Linked DNA regions of Mus musculus: regions 1, 2, 3, 4, 5 and 7 are each linked to region 6. Evidence: chromatin contacts called from public HiCAR-type and promoter capture Hi-C data. All regions are on one chromosome and are shown on one strand. Each heading gives the region's core, a stretch centred on a gene start, on an enhancer-like site or on the middle of the called end of the contact. The rest is flanking DNA. Distances are from core to core; before and after follow the strand shown. Region 1 holds the start of Tmc7 (transmembrane channel-like gene family 7). Region 2 holds the start of Knop1 (lysine rich nucleolar protein 1). Region 3 holds the start of Gde1 (glycerophosphodiester phosphodiesterase 1). Region 4 holds the start of Far1 (fatty acyl CoA reductase 1). Region 5 holds the start of Gprc5b (G protein-coupled receptor, family C, group 5, member B). Region 6 holds the start of Rps13 (ribosomal protein S13). Region 7 holds the start of Vps35l (VPS35 endosomal protein sorting factor like).

The links. Promoter capture Hi-C pulls out the DNA fragments that hold promoters and counts their contacts. HiCAR-type assays count read pairs that join an accessible place to other places. Capture Hi-C pulls out chosen DNA fragments and counts their contacts.
Region 1: a HiCAR-type map of astrocytes shows a contact between it and region 6, with 4 times the contacts expected there. The contact joins the promoter of Tmc7 here to the promoter of Rps13 in region 6. A contact is called at or near these places in 1 of 39 promoter capture datasets (hippocampal neurons) and 1 of 115 datasets of contacts at active chromatin or transcription factors (astrocytes).
Region 2: a promoter capture Hi-C map of pre-B cells shows a contact between it and region 6, with 5 times the contacts expected there. The contact joins the promoter of Knop1 here to the promoter of Rps13 in region 6. A contact is called at or near these places in 4 of 39 promoter capture datasets (the 3T3-L1 cell line, liver, neutrophils and 1 more) and 1 of 9 other capture datasets (adipose tissue).
Region 3: a contact with region 6 is called in a promoter capture Hi-C map of pre-B cells, with 6 times the contacts expected there. The contact joins the promoter of Gde1 here to the promoter of Rps13 in region 6. A contact is called at or near these places in 5 of 39 promoter capture datasets (hippocampal neurons, liver, neutrophils and 1 more), 3 of 484 Hi-C or Micro-C datasets (B cells, CD4 T cells and uterus) and 2 of 9 other capture datasets (adipose tissue and liver).
Region 4: a contact with region 6 is called in a promoter capture Hi-C map of liver, with 3 times the contacts expected there. The contact joins the promoter of Far1 here to the promoter of Rps13 in region 6. A contact is called at or near these places in 1 of 115 datasets of contacts at active chromatin or transcription factors (thymic regulatory T cells) and 1 of 9 other capture datasets (liver).
Region 5: a contact with region 6 is called in a HiCAR-type map of astrocytes, with 3 times the contacts expected there. The contact joins the promoter of Gprc5b here to the promoter of Rps13 in region 6. A contact is called at or near these places in 1 of 115 datasets of contacts at active chromatin or transcription factors (astrocytes) and 2 of 9 other capture datasets (adipose tissue and liver).
Region 7: a contact with region 6 is called in a promoter capture Hi-C map of liver, with 3 times the contacts expected there. The contact joins the promoter of Vps35l here to the promoter of Rps13 in region 6. A contact is called at or near these places in 4 of 39 promoter capture datasets (hippocampal neurons, liver, neutrophils and 1 more), 1 of 115 datasets of contacts at active chromatin or transcription factors (astrocytes) and 2 of 9 other capture datasets (adipose tissue and liver).

What each region holds. Positions count from the first base shown.
Region 1 is chr7:118,583,312-118,586,011 of GRCm38.p6, forward strand. Tmc7 (transmembrane channel-like gene family 7) reads right to left here and starts at 1,375. Exons shown (of 16, transcript NM_172476.4): 1 at 1,293-1,375. The coding sequence starts at 1,356.
Region 2 is chr7:118,854,731-118,857,430 of GRCm38.p6, forward strand. Knop1 (lysine rich nucleolar protein 1) reads right to left here and starts at 1,268. Exons shown (of 5, transcript NM_023197.3): 1 at 893-1,268. The coding sequence starts at 1,046. Iqck (IQ motif containing K) reads left to right here and starts at 1,022. Exons shown (of 9, transcript NM_001374605.1): 1 at 1,022-1,231. The coding sequence starts at 1,045.
Region 3 is chr7:118,704,398-118,707,097 of GRCm38.p6, forward strand. It overlaps Gde1 (glycerophosphodiester phosphodiesterase 1), which reads right to left and starts at 1,341. Exons shown (of 6, transcript NM_019580.4): 1 at 993-1,341. The coding sequence starts at 1,253.
Region 4 is chr7:113,512,494-113,515,193 of GRCm38.p6, forward strand. It overlaps Far1 (fatty acyl CoA reductase 1), which reads left to right and starts at 1,341. Exons shown (of 13, transcript NM_027379.4): 1 at 1,341-1,444.
Region 5 is chr7:118,993,880-118,996,579 of GRCm38.p6, forward strand. It overlaps Gprc5b (G protein-coupled receptor, family C, group 5, member B), which reads right to left and starts at 1,332. Exons shown (of 4, transcript NM_022420.2): 1 at 1,161-1,332.
Region 6 is chr7:116,332,926-116,335,625 of GRCm38.p6, forward strand. It overlaps Rps13 (ribosomal protein S13), which reads right to left and starts at 1,265. Exons shown (of 6, transcript NM_026533.3): 1 at 1,160-1,265; 2 at 975-1,023; 3 at 771-849; 4 at 4-173. The coding sequence starts at 1,182. Snord14a (small nucleolar RNA, C/D box 14A) reads right to left here and starts at 332; the gene lies at 246-332. Gm10589 (a long non-coding RNA gene) reads left to right here and starts at 1,244. Exons shown (of 2, transcript XR_869889.2): 1 at 1,244-1,357.
Region 7 is chr7:118,738,885-118,741,587 of GRCm38.p6, forward strand. Vps35l (VPS35 endosomal protein sorting factor like) reads left to right here and starts at 1,387. Exons shown (of 31, transcript NM_027815.4): 1 at 1,387-1,891. The coding sequence starts at 1,791.

The DNA of each region.
Region 1 (2,700 bases), core at 125-2,624, 2.3 Mb after region 6:
AGGCAGGACTCCAAGGCTGGCCCAAATTGCAGAGGGTTAGTCTCCAAAAAACAAAAACAAAACCAAACCAAAAAAAAAAAAAAAAAAAAAAACCAAAACAACTTTAAAAAGTAAAAAGAACTGGGGAATGTAGTTCTGAGGGAGAGCTCTTGTCCTGCTGTGTGAGGCTCTAAGACCTAGCCCGGGAATTTCAAAACAAACAAAACCTTGCAGATAACCAAGGGGGTTGGAGAGATGGCTCAGTTTATAGAGGTCCAGGGGTTGCTTAGAGTGGCCCTTCAACTCTCAGCAAAGACCCAAAGTGAGACCGAGCATGCTGGAACAAGAGGAAGAACCATGGGAGCCACCCAGAAAGATATTGGGCTTTCACAGTGCTGCATGGGACCCTGGGGTGGCTGGAAAAACGCTACAGGTGCCACGCCCCCAGCCCCTCACTGTGGGATTCCAGGCCCCTTGCTGTTACCAAAGGGCTGAAACAAGCTGACATCAGCAGAGCTGGAGCTGAGCAAGAAAGGGGAAAACCCTATCATAGAGCTTCGCCTGATTTTTTTTTCCCTGCTTCCAGAGCTTTGTCCCAGGACTGGGTCTTTCTTCTGGAGGCTGAAGAGCCCAATGCCCTCTCTCTGAGCTTTGCCTTCGTAGATCCAATCTCACTGAAACTCATACTGCAGATAACTTTTGTTAGTTCTGGCTCAAGACAGAAACAAAGTAAATACAAAGTACAAGGAAGCCTGCTCCAGGGGGTTGGCAGCTCTACTATATCTACTGGGCGGCGTCTTTACACATTTCTGTAAAATCTCAGGAAGCTGTATATTTGACTGTATATTTAACACAACTAAAAAGAAATTTTTCCTGTGCTAAGTAGGCTGCCATCGACTATTGCCTCGCTATAATCGGGGCTGTGCTGGGCATTTGTTAATATTTCACTGTTATTCTGTCAATCTGAGGCTCAGAGAGGGCAAGTCACTTGGCAAAATTCACACAGCAATAAAGACCAGAGACAGAATGGCTTCGAGTGGGTCTAAAGGGAATATCTAGGGGCCAGCCGCTGGGGCGGGCAGGTTGTCACAATCTCTTCACAGAATAAGATACCGTGGCGATCTAGAGGCTGGCCTGGGTCCGTGAATCGTCGCGTGGAAAGTGGGGACTGCCTCTCCAGCTCGGTAGGCAAGGCAAGGCGAGCCTCCTAGCCGGGCATATCCGCTGCCCACCGCTTTCCCCGCAGCGGTGCCCCGCGGAGGACCAGGACGGCCACCCTGCCGCCCCGCACGCCTGGTCCCGCCGCGACCTACCTGGGTGTACGGCCCGCTGCCGGCTGGACCCGTGGCCCGGGTCGCCCGCGCTGCCCTCGCTCATCACGGCTCGGCGAGGACCCTCCAGCCGCCTGCCGGCGGCCCTGCCTTGTCGGGTTCCAGATGACGTCACAGAGGCGGGCGGGGCCGTTCCCACGGGCGCGGGGTGGGGACCGGCTACCTCCAGGAGCCTCTCAGTCTTCTTTCTCAGTCTCCTTCTCCCCTCCCCTTGGTCCCTCCCTCCCCTTTCCTACTCTCTCGGTGCGCCCTCCCCTTCTTCTTCCCCCCTCCCCTCCCCTTTCTCTTTCTCTCCCTCCCTCTCTTCTGGTACTCTGAGACCCAGGTTGGCCTTGAGCTCCTAATCTCCTGCCTCCACCTCCCAAGTGCTTGGATTACAAGTCCCACTATTGTAAATTGTCACTTGGTAGCAAGTGTGGAACAGAAAGTGTGGAACGTTGCCCTTTGGGTTCGTGTGTGTGTGTGTGTATGTGTGTGACACATGCATAACTAAGACAGTCAATGTGTACCTTACACGCTATATATCAATGTATGTGTGTGTAGATGGCTGTCTAGAGGGTGCAGTCAACTTGCATGGTTACCGGAGGGAAGGGCAGGTGGGGGATTTGCTACATATGTTCTTCCTAGAAATGTTCTCATTCACCAACACCCCATACATATATATACATGTACAGCTAAAACGTAAAATTAAAGTAATGAATGGGGCCAGTAAGATGAATCAGCAGGTAAAGGTGTTTGCCACCAAGCCTGGCAGCCTGAGTTCTAGCCTCAGAATCCATAGGGTAGAAGGAGAAGATGGGCTCTCACAGATGTCCCCTGCATGCATACAGGCACAAAAGAAATACGAATAAATGAAATTTGGAAAATATTCTTTTAAAGAAGAAAGTGGGATTTTAGAGATGCTTCGTTGGTTAAGAGCGTTTCCTGCTCTTCCAGAGGATTGGGGTTCAATCCCCAACACCCACAACCACCCTGAACGCCAACTCCAGGGAACTCTCTTCCAACCTCCACAGGCACCTGACACACCGTACATGCTCATGCAAACACACATACACATAAATAAAAAGTTAAAAAGAAGAACTTGGGAGACAGATGGATCTGTAAATGTGAGCCAGCCTGATCTACATAGCAAGTTCCAGGCCAGCCACGGCGACATAGTGATACCCTGTCTGGAAGGAGGAGAAGGAACAAGGAGGAATTGGGACTTGATGGATGGAGTGGCTGTCCCACCTTCTCAGGAGGCTGAAGCGGGAAGATTGAGCCCAAGAACTCAAGGCCAGCCTGGACAACACAGGAACCTCCACAAAAAAAGAAAGTGGATCAGAGGAGGACCAGGGACGAGCAGGTGGCAACAGGGCAGAGCAAGACTGCTATTTTGAGAATTACTAAA
Region 2 (2,700 bases), core at 18-2,517, 2.5 Mb after region 6:
GGTAGAGTCAACCCTTGAGGCAGAAGTGGAGGGTGACTGGGCAGCTGGATGAAACAGCTGCCTTGATATAACTCACTCAGCATGTGTACTGTAGGGCTGAGGCAAGGAAGTCACTCTCGCCAACAGAGACGACATAAACAGGACTTCAGGGATGATAATTAACAAGAAAACATAACTGGGCCTCAAGACATACTGACTTTTAGAGGACATAGGAAGGGGACTCACAAAGGAGAGAAAGATACAAGTCCCGACAGGCCAGTATCAAGTAAGACCATGATGATTCTACAGGATTAGGGCCAGTGATCACGAAAAATAACCCGGACAAAAAGGTCCCAGGCGTCAGCTTAACCCACTTCTTTGTTTTGCCACTCAGCCAACAGCAACATACTCTTTTCCATCCCTTTAACTGTACTTCACTCGCGAGAAGTGGAACCGAACCTACACTGCATCACCTGCAAACACAAGCTTTCTTCAAAAGCGCCTTGTTTTTGAGACAAAGTTTGACTACGTCGCTAGGGCTGATCTGCATCCCGCGTGCCGGGGTTATAGACGTGGGCCACTATGCCCAGTGTGAAGGCACTCTTAAATTCCCGCGGCAGCAGTGGATAGGGTTAGTGTGACCAATAAGCCTCACAGGCCTCGGAGACTGTAACTCACTAGGTCTCAAAGTCAACAAGGTGCAAAACACGGACTCGAGCCAGAGGAGCGTGTGCTGCCCTCACCAACCGCAGGCTGCTTGCTAGCCAGGATCATCCCCATGCCTACTCCAAGGCGGGACGGCTTGGAGAGAAACCGAGGGCTGCAGGCGAGTTGGGGGTGACTTATCTTTGTTTTCCTCTCCCCCAGCGTGCAGCACCTTCCTCGGGGCCCCGCACAAACCACCCGCACTCACCTGGTTCGCTAGCAGGCCAAGCGTCCCCGCGTGAGCAGCCGCGCAGCCGCGATCCGGAAGTCAGCTTCGACTTTCTGGCCCGCCCCCTCGAAATCCTTCTCCTTCCGGGTCGCGGCCTCCCGGTGCCCTGGGTTGCTGTAGAAACCGCGTCCATGGCGGCGCCGAGACTTGTATCCAGCCGCAGCGTGCTGCGTGAGGAGGCGAGCGGCTCCGCGGATTCGCCGATCACTACGCGCACGCCGGTGCCCGCAGTGTCGCCCGGGTCTCCCGAAGTGCTCGTGTCACCCCCGCAGGTCGTCGAGCCGCCGGGGAAGAGCCTATGGGATCAGATCTGCGAGGGTAGGCGCCCCGCCGCTGGTCGGGCCGGGCGGGACGCGGGCGGGACCCGCCGGGACGCGCGTTCCAAGCCTCTGTGCGCCAGGCGGGTGACGCGCGCGGGCGGAGGAGCCGAGCCTTAGGCCCACACGCGGAGAAAGAGGTTGGCGTATGTCTTGGATTCCGGTGCGACCTCAGGCAACAGGCTCGCAGAAGGAAACCCGGTCAGAGAGTTGCGTAGTGTGAAGCTTCAGGGTAGAGACCCGGACCGCCCGCAGATCGCCCGAGGAAGCAGGGAATGAATGAACTCTGTAGACAGGCTCCGGTGATACTCAGGAAGTATTTTGGTGTGGACAAATAGATTTTGATCTCCACTTGCCCCAAAGCCTTTCTGAAGCCCCACAAGCAGGCTAGATCACTTGTTCCTTTGTAGCCCACGAACCTTGGTCATGGGGTCTTGTAATAGTCGTACAGCGGGCATAACAATGGTACCTATGTCGTGGTGTTAGGAGGTAGAACCACGTAGTCACAGATCCTAGGTTACAGGAAGAGTGTTAGTTTTCCTTCATTCCAAAGCCTCCAGATCTCAAAGGCAAGAGACACAGATTCATTCATAATAAGTCCGCTGTCTATCCCTTCTCCCTTTTCTCTCGCCTTTTTGGACTACAGACTGGCTTCCAGCTGAGTATCCTCCTGCCTCAGCCTTCCAGCTACTGAAAGATTTTCATTCTTGTGGCATTGGCTGTCCAATACAACACTAATAGAACGTTCAATAATCTGTGCTGTTAAATGGGTTTGGGGTGTAATTTGGGACTGGCAGACTAGAAGAACCAAATTTCTTATTTTACTTAATTTTGATAAATTTAAATAGCAATATTTATGGAATAGTTCCAGGTCAGTAAATGTTTCGTGAATGGAAACAGTGAATTTGTCAGTGTATAGAGGGAAAAATGGTGACTTGGAAGAAGTGGTGAGTTCAGAGGAAGAAGAGAAGAGTCAGTCAGTCCTCCCAGACCACAGGGCTTGCATTACTCCTTCCCTGTAACCTTTGCTTTAGAGAAAAGGTTTCACCCTGATGTTCTTGTAAGTTCTACCCTTAGGGTCCTTACCCGAGGAACTATCTGCAGCAATATTCAGGTGTCTATATACTTACTGTCTTTCACCCAGAGGATTCACTTTTCCAAGCCAATAGATCTTCATAGTACAGTTTATTGTATAGTTTGATACTTTTCTTATTGCTGTGAAAAATATCTGACAAAAGCAACTCAGAGACTTATTTGGGCTCACAGTTTGAGGATATGGTACATCATCCCAGTGGGGGCTCCTGGCAGCCGGTCCCGTTTGCATCCACAACTAAGAAACAGAGATGGATTCTGGGGCTCAACTCACTTCCTTCCTTTTATTCAGTCCAGGACCACTAGCCCACAGCAGTGTTGCTGCCCCGTCAAATTGGTAATATCACAAGTAGTACTGGGGAAGGTGCTCTTTGAGGG
Region 3 (2,700 bases), core at 91-2,590, 2.4 Mb after region 6:
AAGCAGTTAAGGTGTGACGTCACTCCACATACTTCTTTCATGCTATTTTTTTGATCTACAATTAAACCCACAGATGCAAGGCCAACACGTATGAAGGCTGACTGTAGTGCACTGAAGTCCATAATCCACTGAAATGCTCTTGCCATACAAGCTGACATTAATCTGAAAACAGAAGGCTTCCAAGGGCAAAGGGCTATTAAAATTCTCCTGGGTGCCTTATGGAAAGGGGAAGCAAATATTGACAGAGGAGTCTGGCTGCCAGGGTTGACGACTATGATGAAGGTGTATTTGGAAAGAGGCCATAAAGATAATATCCAAGTAATACAGAGGACAGAAATACACCCTGTGATAAGGGTGATTAAGAATATCTTGCTAGTTGGTGGTGGTGGGTGTCTTTAGTCCCAGCACTTTAACCCCACCAGGCAGGTGGATCTGAGTTGAGGCCAGTCTGATAAGTTCAAGGAGTGGACTACAGAGAAACCCTGTCTCGAAAAAAAGAGAGAAATCCCATTTACTAACAAGAACCCATTTGACCTAGTTCATATCTTAATTCATCCATACACTAGAGTTTGTTCTGCTCCTCGAAGCCAGCACCACATATAAGCCTGTTGTGTTGTGTTGCTACCTTACCACTCCAACATAAACCTCACCTCAGGCCCTTTGCACTTGCCATCGGCATCCTGGAACACTTCCCACTGATTCCAACCTTGTAATTCTAGTTCACAGTTCACAAATATCTAGTTCATAGAAAACTACTGCTACATAATGCACTGCCCCACCCTAAAGTAGCCTCATATGTTATCTCTCCCAACCCAGATGAAAGCCCTGTCAAAGGAGTCGTGCCTGGCTGCCATCCCAGCGTCTGGCACATACCAAGTCTTACAATTACCCGCGGAATTCTAGAAATAGCTGAAGTGGGGAGGGATGCGGAGCCGGGAGGAGAAGAAGAGATGTCAGCGGCGGAGCAGGCCCGAGGCGTGCGCGGGGCTCACCTGCCGGATGGCCGCCAGCGTGTTCTCGGGCGCGTCGTGGCTGCCGCCGCGATGGGCGATGGCGGACACGCGGTCACGGGGCTTGAGCACCTGCAGGGCCCGGCGGGACGGCACCGGCTCGAAGCTGAAGAACCGCAGCAGGATGTAGAGGCTGCCGGTGAGCACGCAGGCGTTGAAGGGGCTGCGTGTCACCACCAGCAGCAGCACCAGCACGAAGGAGAAGGGGCCCAGGAGGCCGCCCTGGTCCTCCCACAGCCACATGCCGGCGCCTGCACCGGCACGGACCGGAGCCCCGGACCTGCCGGGCGACGCGTAGACGCCGAGGTACTGGCCACAGCCGGAACCCTCCGCTGGGAGCAGCGCTGCACAATGGCGCCGACGGACCCATCTCGAGAAAGAGCCCGCCCTCCAGCCAATCAGAGTCCCGGAGCTTCGGCGTTGGGGGGCCGGAACCGCTGTCATGGCAACAGGAGCAGGCCCTTGCCCCAGGCCTGGGTTCCAAGGGCGCTTCGGGTTATGTAAAGTGAGGACAAGACTTAGACCCTGTCCTTCAGACTTAGTGGAAGGAGGGTGACACGGTCAAAGTTTCTTAGTGACCTTGTATCTGACCTCGAGGAAACTAAAGGCTTTGACTTTAAAAGGAACAGGATGTTTAACCTGCTTATTCAAAATGTGCCAGTAGTGTTTCCAGAGTTCTTCTGGGTCAGAGACAGGGCCTGTAATGAGCCAGGCTTACCCTGGAGCTGTAATAAGTTACGCTCCATGAACCAAACAAAAAAAAAAGTAAAAAGCAGAGAAATGGACACACCGGGAAGAAATCTAGTAAAGCACACCCACAAGTCCGTTTTCAGGGTTCTGACGGGAGGTTTAGGTTTAAATAGAGGGCAAGAGGCATGCTTGGCTAAGAAGCCCCGCCCATCATTGACCACTTAGTTCCAGTCTGTTCAGAAAGGTCCGGGACCTTCAGAACCCTTTGAACTTACAGAAAAGATACATTTTTTTCCAGGCTGGACACAGGCTCTAAGCCCTTTCCTTCTCTCAAAATCAGACTCCTAAGGAAATTCCAATTTCCTGCGGTCCATGCCTCAAAATAATATCAAGAAGGGTGACTTACAAATGTCTCTTTGGAATATCTTCATTCTTGCAAGGGCTGTTTCCACCAGGACACATGTCTGCATTTAGTGAAAGTACCTTCCCCTTGCGGGAAGTAGTATTGAGCACGATAACAAGACAAGGAAAATTAAGGGACCGTGGGAAGGAAAAAGAGCTCTTACTAGAAGTGTGGTTAAAGCCTCTTGACTTTAAGCATCAAGAATTCCTGCATGGGTAGCCCACATTCCTTTTATATGGAGATGCTTCAAGTTAGAATGTTCAAATAGCAACAAATCTAAAGGTCTAATATATGGCTTTTCTCCTTTTCCATCTGCAAGCCTGCAATTTGCTAGGAATCTCGTTGACAGTAAAGATGCGTTCACCTCCTTGTGGGACCTTTGTGAATCATGGTTTTATCTTAAGGATTGTGGCTCTTCTCAGTGTGCCCAGAAAGCCACCTTAAATCTCATTTATTGGGCTGGAGAGCTGACTCAATGATTGGGAGTACTGGCTGCTCTTCCAGAGGAACTGAGTTCAATCCCCAGCCTACATATGGTAACTCATTTAATTCCAGAGGCTCTAACACCCTTCTCTGGCCACTGTGGGCATGGTATAT
Region 4 (2,700 bases), core at 91-2,590, 2.8 Mb before region 6:
CAGGATGCAATAGTTTTTTCCAAAATGATTGCACCGTGCATGAAGCACACAGCCCCACGAATCTTCTTCATACACCCGGGTAATCACCACCACATCAAGAAAAAACAGGTTCCCAGCTCATACATTGTAATGAGCATAGTTTTTTAGAAAAATGTTTTTTAGGCATGTAAAAATAGTGTAGTCAGGATCCCCACTACACTCAAGGCTGCACCTGATAACCATAACTCCGTACACCACTCACTCAAAGATAACAAGAGATAGTCCTAGAACTAACTCCACGATGCCCAGTGAACAGTATATAAGCAGAGACTAAGAGCAATGCTCTGCTCTGCACATCTGGAGAGATGCCACTTTGATCTGCCCTGTGGCTGGAGAATCTTTTCTAGGATCCTGCCCCTGGAATCAGAAATTTCTGTTTGAGACTGGACCTGACCTTCAGCCAAGATACATCGCATAGGTAAGCAGCCTCGGGAGATAGGCTTAGGACCGTAGTTAGGAATTCAGAGTGTTTATATTGTGTGAAGACCCAAAGCATAACTAAATAAAACTTGTTATACTAACTACGCGTATCTACCTTCTAGCTCGCGACACTCAGCAAGTTCCCGTGCACCCTAGCTCTCAGCACACGCCCCACCTTCCAACGCTGAAACTTCTCTCACTGTCCCTACATCTTGCACGGGATTGTCTTGAAGGAGGAAGGACTAGGTGGACAGTCTCTCGGGGAGGATGGACGCGGGCTCCAGTCCTCCCGATGGGCCCTTCAGAAGGTCCATACAGTGCTGGCTCCACATTCCGAAGGAACCAAGCTGGCAGTTATCAGGGAGGATCCTCACACTCAGTTAAGACCGAGGGTAGCCGGCCCCATCTGGGGAGCGCCAGGGTGCACGTTGGCAGTACTCAAGCACGCCGCGATGGCTGCGGGGCGGGCTCTCACGTCTGCCACTTGTCCCGCACCTTTTGCGTGGGCTGGGCTCCCGCGCCAGGGTAGTCGGGCGTGGCCCAGGGCGCGACCCTCCGGGAAGCGGGCGGCCGGGGGCGGCGCTGCTGAGCGGGGATGTGCGGCGCGCGCCCATTGGCTGCGCTTTCCCCGACCACACCGCCCAGCCGCCCACTTCCCGGCCTCTCTCCGCTCCCCCATTGGCCGTCCTGCCTGGGGGGTTTGGGGTGGGCGGCTGAAGAAGAGTGGAGGGTGAGCGGTTCTCCCGGGAAGAGTGTGAGCAAGAGCCAATCAGGAGCAGACGTGGAAAAGAGGCGCCACGCCAACCAGTCAGACCCCGAGGCGCGGTCGGGACCCGTGACGCCATAGCGCTCTCAGCCAATGGGCGCACCGCTGTCGGTCCGCTCTTCAGCAGCCGGTCGGGGGCGGTGAAAAGCGAGTGAGGAGAGCGCGACCACGGCGTAGCCATCGCTGAAGGGAGAGCGAGGCCCGAGCTTCCGCGTCGAGGTGAGCGGCACGGGCTCTGTCGCAGGCTCGGCCGCGGCCCCTCCGCACTTGGCCGCCGTTTTGCGGGAGTCCTAGGCCGGGCTGCGTTGAGGTGGGGCCTGCGAACCGCCCCGCCCCCGCCCCGCCACGGCCGCCTGGAGGCGGGGGCGCCTCCTCTGCTGGGACTGTCCCTGCGCGGCGTGGCCGGGCCGCCGCCCTCCCGACTGCCAGGGCCGCGGCGAGGGAGCTTAGAGGCCCCTGGCCTGCAACCCGGGGAGGCAGGGGTTCCGTCTGCGGGGGGAGGCCGCGCAGAGGCGGCCACGGTGGGGGCCCGAGTTAACGGAGGAGGGTGGCGGCCTGGGATTGAGAGGAAGAAAGTGATGGGAAAGGGGTGATGCTCTGGAGAGGGCGTCCAGTGAGGAGGCCCCTGCTCCAGAGTGGGATCGGCCTCTGGGAAGTAGGTATCAATGGCGTTGCGGAGAAATCAGCTGAGAGATGGAGAACTGGTTTGGGGTTTGAAGGTTAAGGTCTCTGGACCAATGGGGACAGGGCATGTGGAGTGTGAGAAGGTACACACAGAAACCGGAAGGTGTCCGAGGAGTGGATTTTAGATGAGGGGTGGATGGAGGCTGTCTGACTAGAAGGCGTTATTTGGTTTCTTGGAAAGTACACAAGGAACAGTCAAGGTGGATTTCTGTGTGCTTGCTCAAGGGTGGGGATCTTTTGTGAACAGTGGAGTGAGTTGGGAGTACAGAGTTGAGAGAGAGTATCTCAGGATGACAGCTCGGAACACTCAACGTAGCTACCTACTGAGGCTGATCATTAGCTCACCTTTATGCTGTCCCCTGGATGATCCATCTGATTGTTTAGCCACAGCTCACACAAACTTAGCTCTTAGAAGTAATGGGTATTAAGTATTCTTTGATTTTTTTTTTTTTTTTTTTTGGACTGGGAAATTGCTTAATTCTTAAAGAAAAGTGCTAAGGGCAACATTTAAAGAGTCTGGTTGGGGATGGATAATGGATGGGTAATATGACATGAGGATGGTGCAAGGTGTCTTACAAAAACAGAAGTGATACTGTGTGAATGTAGTTGTGCAGTTCTGAATGAGCAATCTTTTTAATGTAGTGGAATTTGTTTTATGCTTGTTGGGCAGTTGCTTTCACTTTTGAGACTAGTTTTGTAGTTAAATAAACAAAAAATATTTTCACTTAAGAAAGACATTAGTATATGTGTGTTGCTGTCAACTGCTTTCCTCTTTGAAGCTTTTATTTGTA
Region 5 (2,700 bases), core at 82-2,581, 2.7 Mb after region 6:
GTCTACGGGGTGTGCTTAGCCTCTTCTGCATCCTCTTGTCTTTGTGGGGACCCCCGGAGCTTTCTGGACGCTGCTCAGGTGCCCCCACCCCGGCGCAGTCCGGCGGCCGATGCGGCGCGTGTGCTTGGGGGCCCCAGGCAGGGACGATGGTGCCCGCCACACTCCCGGGGCCTTTGTCCCTCTTCCAAAGAGCCGCCCCCTTGGCGAACAGAAGAAGAAGGGGGTAACTGGCTAGGCCGAGCTAGAACAGGGGGATGAACACTCTGATCTGGGGGCGTCCTCTGGAGCAAGGTCGGTGGGCCGATCCAAAACTGTTTAATCAGCTACCGCCGGCCAAGGAGGGGTGCTGGATCCTCATCTGTGCTCATCTCTCCCACCAGGTCCATGAAATGTGTGGGGTCCTTTGGGGCTTCGAGCCCCAGTCCCCTAGGAAGAGGGGACGTTGCACTGGGTAGTCCTTACCCCTAGCCTGGCTGCTTTCCTCAGAGGCCCAAGTGCCCTCGCCTGGGATAGAAATTCTTCCGCTTCACCATAAGCAGCCGCCCCTAGATTGCCAGCCCACTATTTGTCCCCCAGCTTCAGATTCCCTCCCTGTGGTGCCCACCCTCTCGCGCCTTTTTCCAAGAGTGCGTGGCCACTGCGGGCTGCAAGCTGGGTTCCCCAGACCCTGCGGCAGGTGAGATTTCAGGTCTCCAAAGGCCGGCCCCTGCCTCAGGCCATGTAGTGCTTAGTTCAGGACCAGCACCCTGGCTGTCCTCGCACCCCACCAACCGCCAGGCCCCCTGGAACCTGCAGGCGACGTCCCTCACAGGGGTCACTAGCACAGGGCCAGATTCCCCTTTATTCCCAGACGCTTGTAGTCTGTCCTCACCCCGGACCATAGTCAGAGCCTTAGTTCGTGGATTCCCCCACCAGATAAAGGTCCCCAAACCACTGCCCTCGGTCGGTCCAATGCGGCTCCTCTCCCGCCGCACTGTGGCACCCCTCACTCGAACCCCACGGCTTCTGCAGATGTACCCCAAGGAGGAGGAGGAGGGGGAGAAGGGAGAACAGAAAAAGCACGAGCCAGGATCCGCTCCGGATCTTTCCAAAATCACGGCGGGAAAAGTTTCTGGGGTCCCTACGGCGCCCTCCCCGTGCCCGCGCTGGCTGGTACTCACCGACCCTCGCGTCCCCGCAGCGCCGACGCTCCTGCTGGCCCTGGGCCCAAGTCACATCTCTGCAGCGCGCCCGCGGCCCCCGCTCCGCGCACGCCCGCCAGCCGAGCCCGCCTCACTGCATCGCCCTTCCGAGCTGCGGCCGCGCGAGGCGCCCCCTGGCCCGGCCCGCGCTGCAGCAGCCGCGGCCCCGCCTCTCCGTTAGGCCCCGCCCCAGCAAGCCCCGCCCCTGCCGGGTCTGCAGCTCTGCTCACCACCAGGACCAGAGCCACAGCTTGCTCGCATCCCCAGGCGCCTTCCTGGCTTGCTCGGAGCGCTAAGACGGCTTTCTCACCCAAAACTCCTGGTGCCCCAAATTCGAGGACATCTCCTCCTCCCTATTAAGAGTCCAGACGCACAGTTGCTCAGATTGATCTGTAGAAACATCCTCAGCCACATAGGACGCAATATTCCTACGAGGATCCTAGAGGGGCACTCCCCTCACACACCGGCAGCAGGTCTTGGACAAGGTTCTACTGCATGCGTTCTAAAGTCACCAAAGCCTCGCTGTGATGCACTTAGGAAGGTCCCCGATGAGCACATTCCCTGCCCTCTTCCACCCTGCTCCAGCCCGTCCTTTCCTCTTTAAGCACACTGAACCCAGCACCGATATCTTTGGCTATCCCAAACGTGACCATCACCGAGGTGACCTCCTCACGATGGTCCGTGTACAAGATCACCACCATCTCTTACACATCATTCACATAGGCACACACCCGCCACTCTCTTGGGCACACATACCTAGAGAGACCAGATTCTGGCTGTGCGCTGCACTGACGCTCAGGGCACAGATACCTCCAGTGACCACAGGGCAGGCATCGGACATACATGCTGGAGGAGTCTGGGACATCGCTCACCTGGCTGTCTGAGGTCAGCATCATCTAGGCTAGGCTTAGGGAGACTGCGCTTCGGCATCCCCTGCAGCGAGCTGTCAGTCTCGGGTTGTTCCTTACCTTTTCTTAGTCCCTGAAAGTCCTTTTCTCTCTTTCTTCAAGTTAGTTTTCTCCAGGGTCAGGCCACATAGAGCTTGGCTATGCGTCTCTGTGAATACACACACACACACACACACACACACACACACACACACACACACACACATATGTATATTTTAAGGACACATGTAAGGGACGTGCTCCTATGACACAGCCCTTCCCCATGTTAGCGACATTGTCCCGGCGCCAGAAACAGGGCTTGGTACACAGTAGGCGTTTGTTAAATGTTTTGCAGGACAAGGTCTTCCCAAGCTAGTACTGGTCAGACCGAAGAACTGGAACGTGGATGTGCACTGTCCCCTGGTGGTAGTTTGTGGAATTGACACCGACAGCTTTTAAACGTTTGCCTTCCTGGTCTTCAGGACCTCAACTGTGTAACCCAGACTGTTTTAATATGTGACCACTGGTGTACACCTGGAATACATTGTAAAGTTCTCCGCACAGGCATCTGGCCTTTGAAAGTTCCGTTCAGTGTTGGGTGAGAAACACCTGGCTCCATGTCCCAGAGGTCT
Region 6 (2,700 bases), core at 15-2,514:
TACCTTTCTGTTCCTCTCAAGGTGCTTTCGGACAGCAACAGCTTTCTTAATCAAATGGTAGAGATCCTCGGGGAGGTCAGGGGCAAGGCCTTTGGACTTGAGGATTCTCAAGATTTTATTTCCAGTCACAAAACGGACCTGGGCCACCCCGTGTGAGTCCCTCAGGATTACACCTGAAAAGAGAAACACACTCAAGCACACACACATGCGATAAAACCCTAACAGCCAAACTCCAAATTTCCAGCTCACTCAGACATCCAAGGAAGGTCAACCCAACATGGAAAGTCCTTCTGGTGGAAACTGCGAATGTTGGAACACCATCATCACTGTGAGCTTGCCAGAATACATCTGACCAGAGGAAACAATGTGACTTCTACCTTTATATTTAGTATTAACTTAAAAGCAGCCCAACATTTATTTGTACCTATCTTTAAAACTGCATGTTATTGCTTTTAAACCTCAAATTACTTCAGATCAGCTGAGCCCATTTCACATGATTTTTTCTGCATATTTCTAGCGAACTTTTTATATCCTAAAGAGGATATTTTCCTCCGATGAGCAGTTATTCCCAGACTCAGAAGCCAAGCTACCAGAAACGAGTTATTTCCCATTTGTACAAAGTCAGAGCAGCTTAGAATCAATTCAGTTAGATGTGACTCAATCCCAGACAGCCCTTGCTCCGCTGTGGAAGCAGGAGGAACCTTTTTAACATACGGACTAGACACATTTGTTTCTCGAGAGCAGAAGGAAGAGATTACATCAACACTCACCTATCTGGGAGGGAGTCAGGCCTTTCTTGGCCAATTTGTAAATCTGTTCCTTCACGTCGTCAGACGTCAACTTCAGCCACTACAGATGGAAGAGAAATCGGCCTTAGGATGAGAGAGCACGGCGGCAACCTTCCACTTCGGGTCCCATCCTCCCGCGCACCGATCGCTTCCCACGCCGCCCTCCAACCCTCAGCCTCTACTCACCGTGGGGACGCTACGGCGGTAGGGCAGCGCCGACTGGGACAGGCCCTTCCTGAAAACAGAAGATAGGAAGTAAAGCGGCGGCCCGCGCCCCAAGCAGCCCCACTGTCCCTTCACCCGCAGCCCGCATCCTCCTCTCTCAGCCCCGCGCCCCAGCCCCGCAACCAAGGTCGGCGCCGCGGGCTCACCCGGGAGCGTGCATGCGACCCATGATGGCGGAGGTCTGGCAGCAAAGAGAGAACGAGGTAGGAAACGGCACAGGAAATCAAGCCGCACAGGAAGTGACGCCACTCACCGACGTTTGCTCTCGCGCGGGGGCGGGGCTACATAGTGTGGCCACCGGAGCCCGGGAGACTACGCGTCCCAGAAGGCATGGCGGCGAGGCGGTAAGTGTATGGCTGGGTTGCTACGCCTTGAACTCTTGTCTCTAGTCTTGCTCTTAGCCAGAGCAGCAAGTCTGTCTCTAACATCTCTTCGGAAGTCGCATCTGAGGGGACCTAGGGCGTGCTCGAGTCCTGGGCTGAAGGATTTGGATAAGCTGCGGGTTTCTCAGGGCTCCCTCTGCAGCCCCGAACTCGTGCGGTGTGGGATGATCGCAAAGCCTAGGTGCAGCCGGCGCTTCTCTCTAGATCGTTAATTCTAGGCTTCCGAGCCCCGCCCGGGTCTGTCCTCCTGTCTGCGCGCCTTTTCTACACAGGTCGGAGCGCAGAACCGCTCACCCCCGTCGGAGAAGAGTTGGGAACGAGGAAAGAAGCTTCGAGAAGATGAGGGGGAAAGGGACTACCCCGGGAGTTGGTCTTTTAAGGATGTCCTAGTCCGGTTCACCACAGAGCGTTCGAAGAATGGGTGAATATAACAATTTATTGTAAATGCAACAAAAAACAACAAAGACATGGACCCAAGAAACTCAGATCTACAAGACCCTGTTGACAAGTGAAGCGTGAGAGGTTTGAAACAGTACTGAAATACTGATCCAGTTTTCTTTTTTGTTGTGTTTGAGACCGGGTCCCTCAATGTAGTTTTGGTTGTTCAGGAACTCGCCTTGTAGACCAGGCTTGCTTCAAACACACGTTAAGTCTTTCTGCCTCTGTCTCTTAAAAAAATGCTGAAATGATGATGAAAGGTTTGAGCCATCATGCCCAGCTGCGTTCTTTTAACCCATTACTAGTTGAATTACGTTTTCCAAAACATTGGGAACTTGAACCAAATTTGTATTTATTTCCTGGCAAAGTTGTATTTGATTAATTAACCAGATTCACACTTTTAGCCCAGATATGTGATCCGAACATCAAGCTTGGCTTCAATTCGCAATCCCTAAGCAAGAATACTTCATTTCACTCTAACACATTTGTCCGAATACAAATTTAGGGTTCAATAGTCTTTCTCATTTCCACGAGTCACTCCAACACATCTCACCACAGAAACGTATCAAATACTTCATTGTTTCCACGGGTACCCCAATCCTATCCATCATCTCTCAGGCAGCTTAAGTGGTGTCCCATTATGTATACAATCCATTGTCTGCCTAGTGGTTAGTGGTCTCTTTGTAAATCCCTCTAAATTGTGTGTGTTAAAGATTGATTTATTGATTTATTTATTTAATATAAGTACACTGTAGCTGTCTTCAGACACTCCAGAAGAGGGCATCAGAACCCATTATAGATGGTTGTGAGCCACCATGTGGTTGCTGGGAATTGAACTCAGGACCTCTGGAAGATCTAAATTGTTT
Region 7 (2,703 bases), core at 137-2,636, 2.4 Mb after region 6:
AGACTTAGTTATTTGATGTATATAAATATTTTGCCTGTATGTGTGTCTCTATACCACATGTACCTCTGTAGGCCAGAAGAGGGCATCAGATCCCCTGGGACTGGAGATACAGATGGTTGTGAGTTTGGGTTCTAGAAATCAAATCTGGGTTTTCTGGAAGAACAGCAAGTGCTTACCAGATAACGCATTTCTCCAGCCCAGATTTTACAGTTCTTTAGGGACACTGACAGAGATGCCACAAAACCATGGTCTTAGCATGTGGTAAGAAGAACCCTTTAGTTATCTATCCTTTCCAGAAATGTAGCCTGTTTTATGATAGTTCCCCATCATCTATTTTATACATAAGATGGGATGGGTTTGACGAATGTACGAAGGACAATTGGTCCCCTGCCTTTAGTGCCTCATAGTTGCTTCTTACCACCCAAACTGCTACCATTCTTTCAAAGGAACCACCAACAGCAGTGTCCCCTAGAATTGTACACACAACTATCCCAGAGCCACTGTTTTACAGTCCCCAGGCAAGTGGCATGCCCATTTACAGTAGATGCCCTGCTCTGTTATAGACCAGGGTCAGCGCTACAGAGAGAAAGGCTCTGAGAGCAAAGGCCAACCAAGAGCAGCCTGTCTTGCCTGCCTCACTAACTACAGCATCTGAGGTTTGCCCCGGAGACAGGGATTTTATAACCTCCTGTCACCTTAGCAGTTAGCTCAGTTTCACAGAGGAAGAAACTGGGACTCTGAAAATGTCAGTCCTAGTTAAAGTATATTCCGTTGCCTTTTCCAGAACGCATAAGAGGATGCTGCTCTTTCCATAAGGAAATGCACTTGGGAGTAGAACCAGGATGGTATGAATAGACAGTCTGCTAATTTCCCAGTCTTAATCCATTCTTATTTGAGTTAGAGTTTGACACTCACCAGCTTTGAGCATCAGTTTTCCAAAAACAAGTGATTAATGATAGATACTCCAGAAGTTTCTATTGAGAAGGGAGTGGGCAAAGTGCATTGAGTGCAGTCACCCTATCATAATTTATCCATGGGGGTGGGGTGGGGTGGGGCTTAAAACAGGAGCGCCAAAGTTCTGTGGTCAAGAACAGAACTTGCTTGCCCGTATTCGGACGTAGATTGTCAGTAGTGGGGGGAAAATGCCCAAAGTGTTCATCCTTACGAAGCATGAAGAGAACCCACACCAAACAGAATTCACTTCATAATCACTTGTGTCTGGCCCTCAGCAGGGATGGGTGTGTGCACTCCTTTTTGTCACTAGAGGGCGCAGGCGGGCCAAGCAGCCAGTGGCGTCTTACCCCTTACAAGACTGGGGGGCGGTGTGTGTGTGTGTGTGTGTGTGTGTGTGTGTGTGTGTGTGTGTGTGTGTGTGTGTGAATGGGATGGCTCAGAAGGTAATGGCATCGTGTGTGTGTGTGTGTGTGTGTGTGTGTGTGTGAATGGGATGGCTCAGAAGGTAATGGCATCTAGTGCCAAGCGAAGAAAGGACCAACACCTGTCCGTTATCCACTGACCTCCGTGCACATATTTACATAATACGAATGGGATTTAAGCAAGGCGTGGTGATGCAGGCCTTTAATCCCATCATTCGGAGGCAGACGTAAATGGATTTCTATTAACAAAATAAAAAGAAAAAATAAAATCAAGGCCGATGACGGAGCTTGGGTTTTGCCGGGCCATTGCCCGATACAACTGCGGAGGATCGGAATCCGGAGGAAGTTGCCCCTCACAATCATGGCGGATGACGGAGCCCGGGATCTTCAGAGCGGAAGCTGCCCTTCACAATCATGGCGTCTGGGGCGGGGCCGAGCTTCCCTGGATGTGAGAAAAGGGGCTGGACGCGGAAAACAGGCGATCATGTGACTGGGAAGATGGCTGTCTTTCCCTGGTAAGGAAAAACCCGCTAGTAGGCTTCGGGGAGGGCTCCTCTCAGTGGGGGTGGGCAGTCCTCCTTGTTGGGATCGGTGGCCTCCGTCCCCGCCCGGGCTGTCAGGACTACGGAAGAGCAGAACCGCTGTCAGTACTCTGCTCCTCTCCTCTGTTCCGCAGCTCCTTCACTCAGACGGACTCCATCCAAGGCTTCCGCCTCCTTGGGAGACGTTGGCACGCCTGGGAGTTCTGGGGAAGGGGATGAATTCGCCCGGAGTCTGCACCTGGGAGACCTGGTCGCTTGTTCCTTGAGCTCCTTAGACTTTCTCATCTGTAAAGTGGGACCATTCACCCTACTCTATGTAGGGTCCCCAGACACGCTTCTTTACCTCGTTGTTCAACGTAGTAGAACGTATTAGAGAGAGGACACGCCCAAAGGAGAGAGGGGGCAGTCAGTCAACTCCCCTGGCGGCTTGGGTAGACTGCAGAGAAGAGCCTTCAACTGGGTCTTGCAGGATGCATACGAGCTCACCAAGCAGGAAGGAATAGTGTGTACCCAAGTGACTGGCATACGGGCCTTTTTGTGCTTAGAAGTGAGGTGACCTTTAGGTTGTCACAGGTGATTTGTGTCGATAAAGAACCCACATAGGATAAGCGGATGATAATGTGGTTGGACGTTGGAGACCTTGCATCTCAGGGGCAAAATTTCTGCGTTTGAGCATGAAAGAAATTTGTAGCGCTAGGCCTTGAACATAACCAACATCAACCCTCTGGCTTTTTGGCCGGACACTTTAATTCACTCCACCCTGCAGACTCTTAAGTGACCACTTA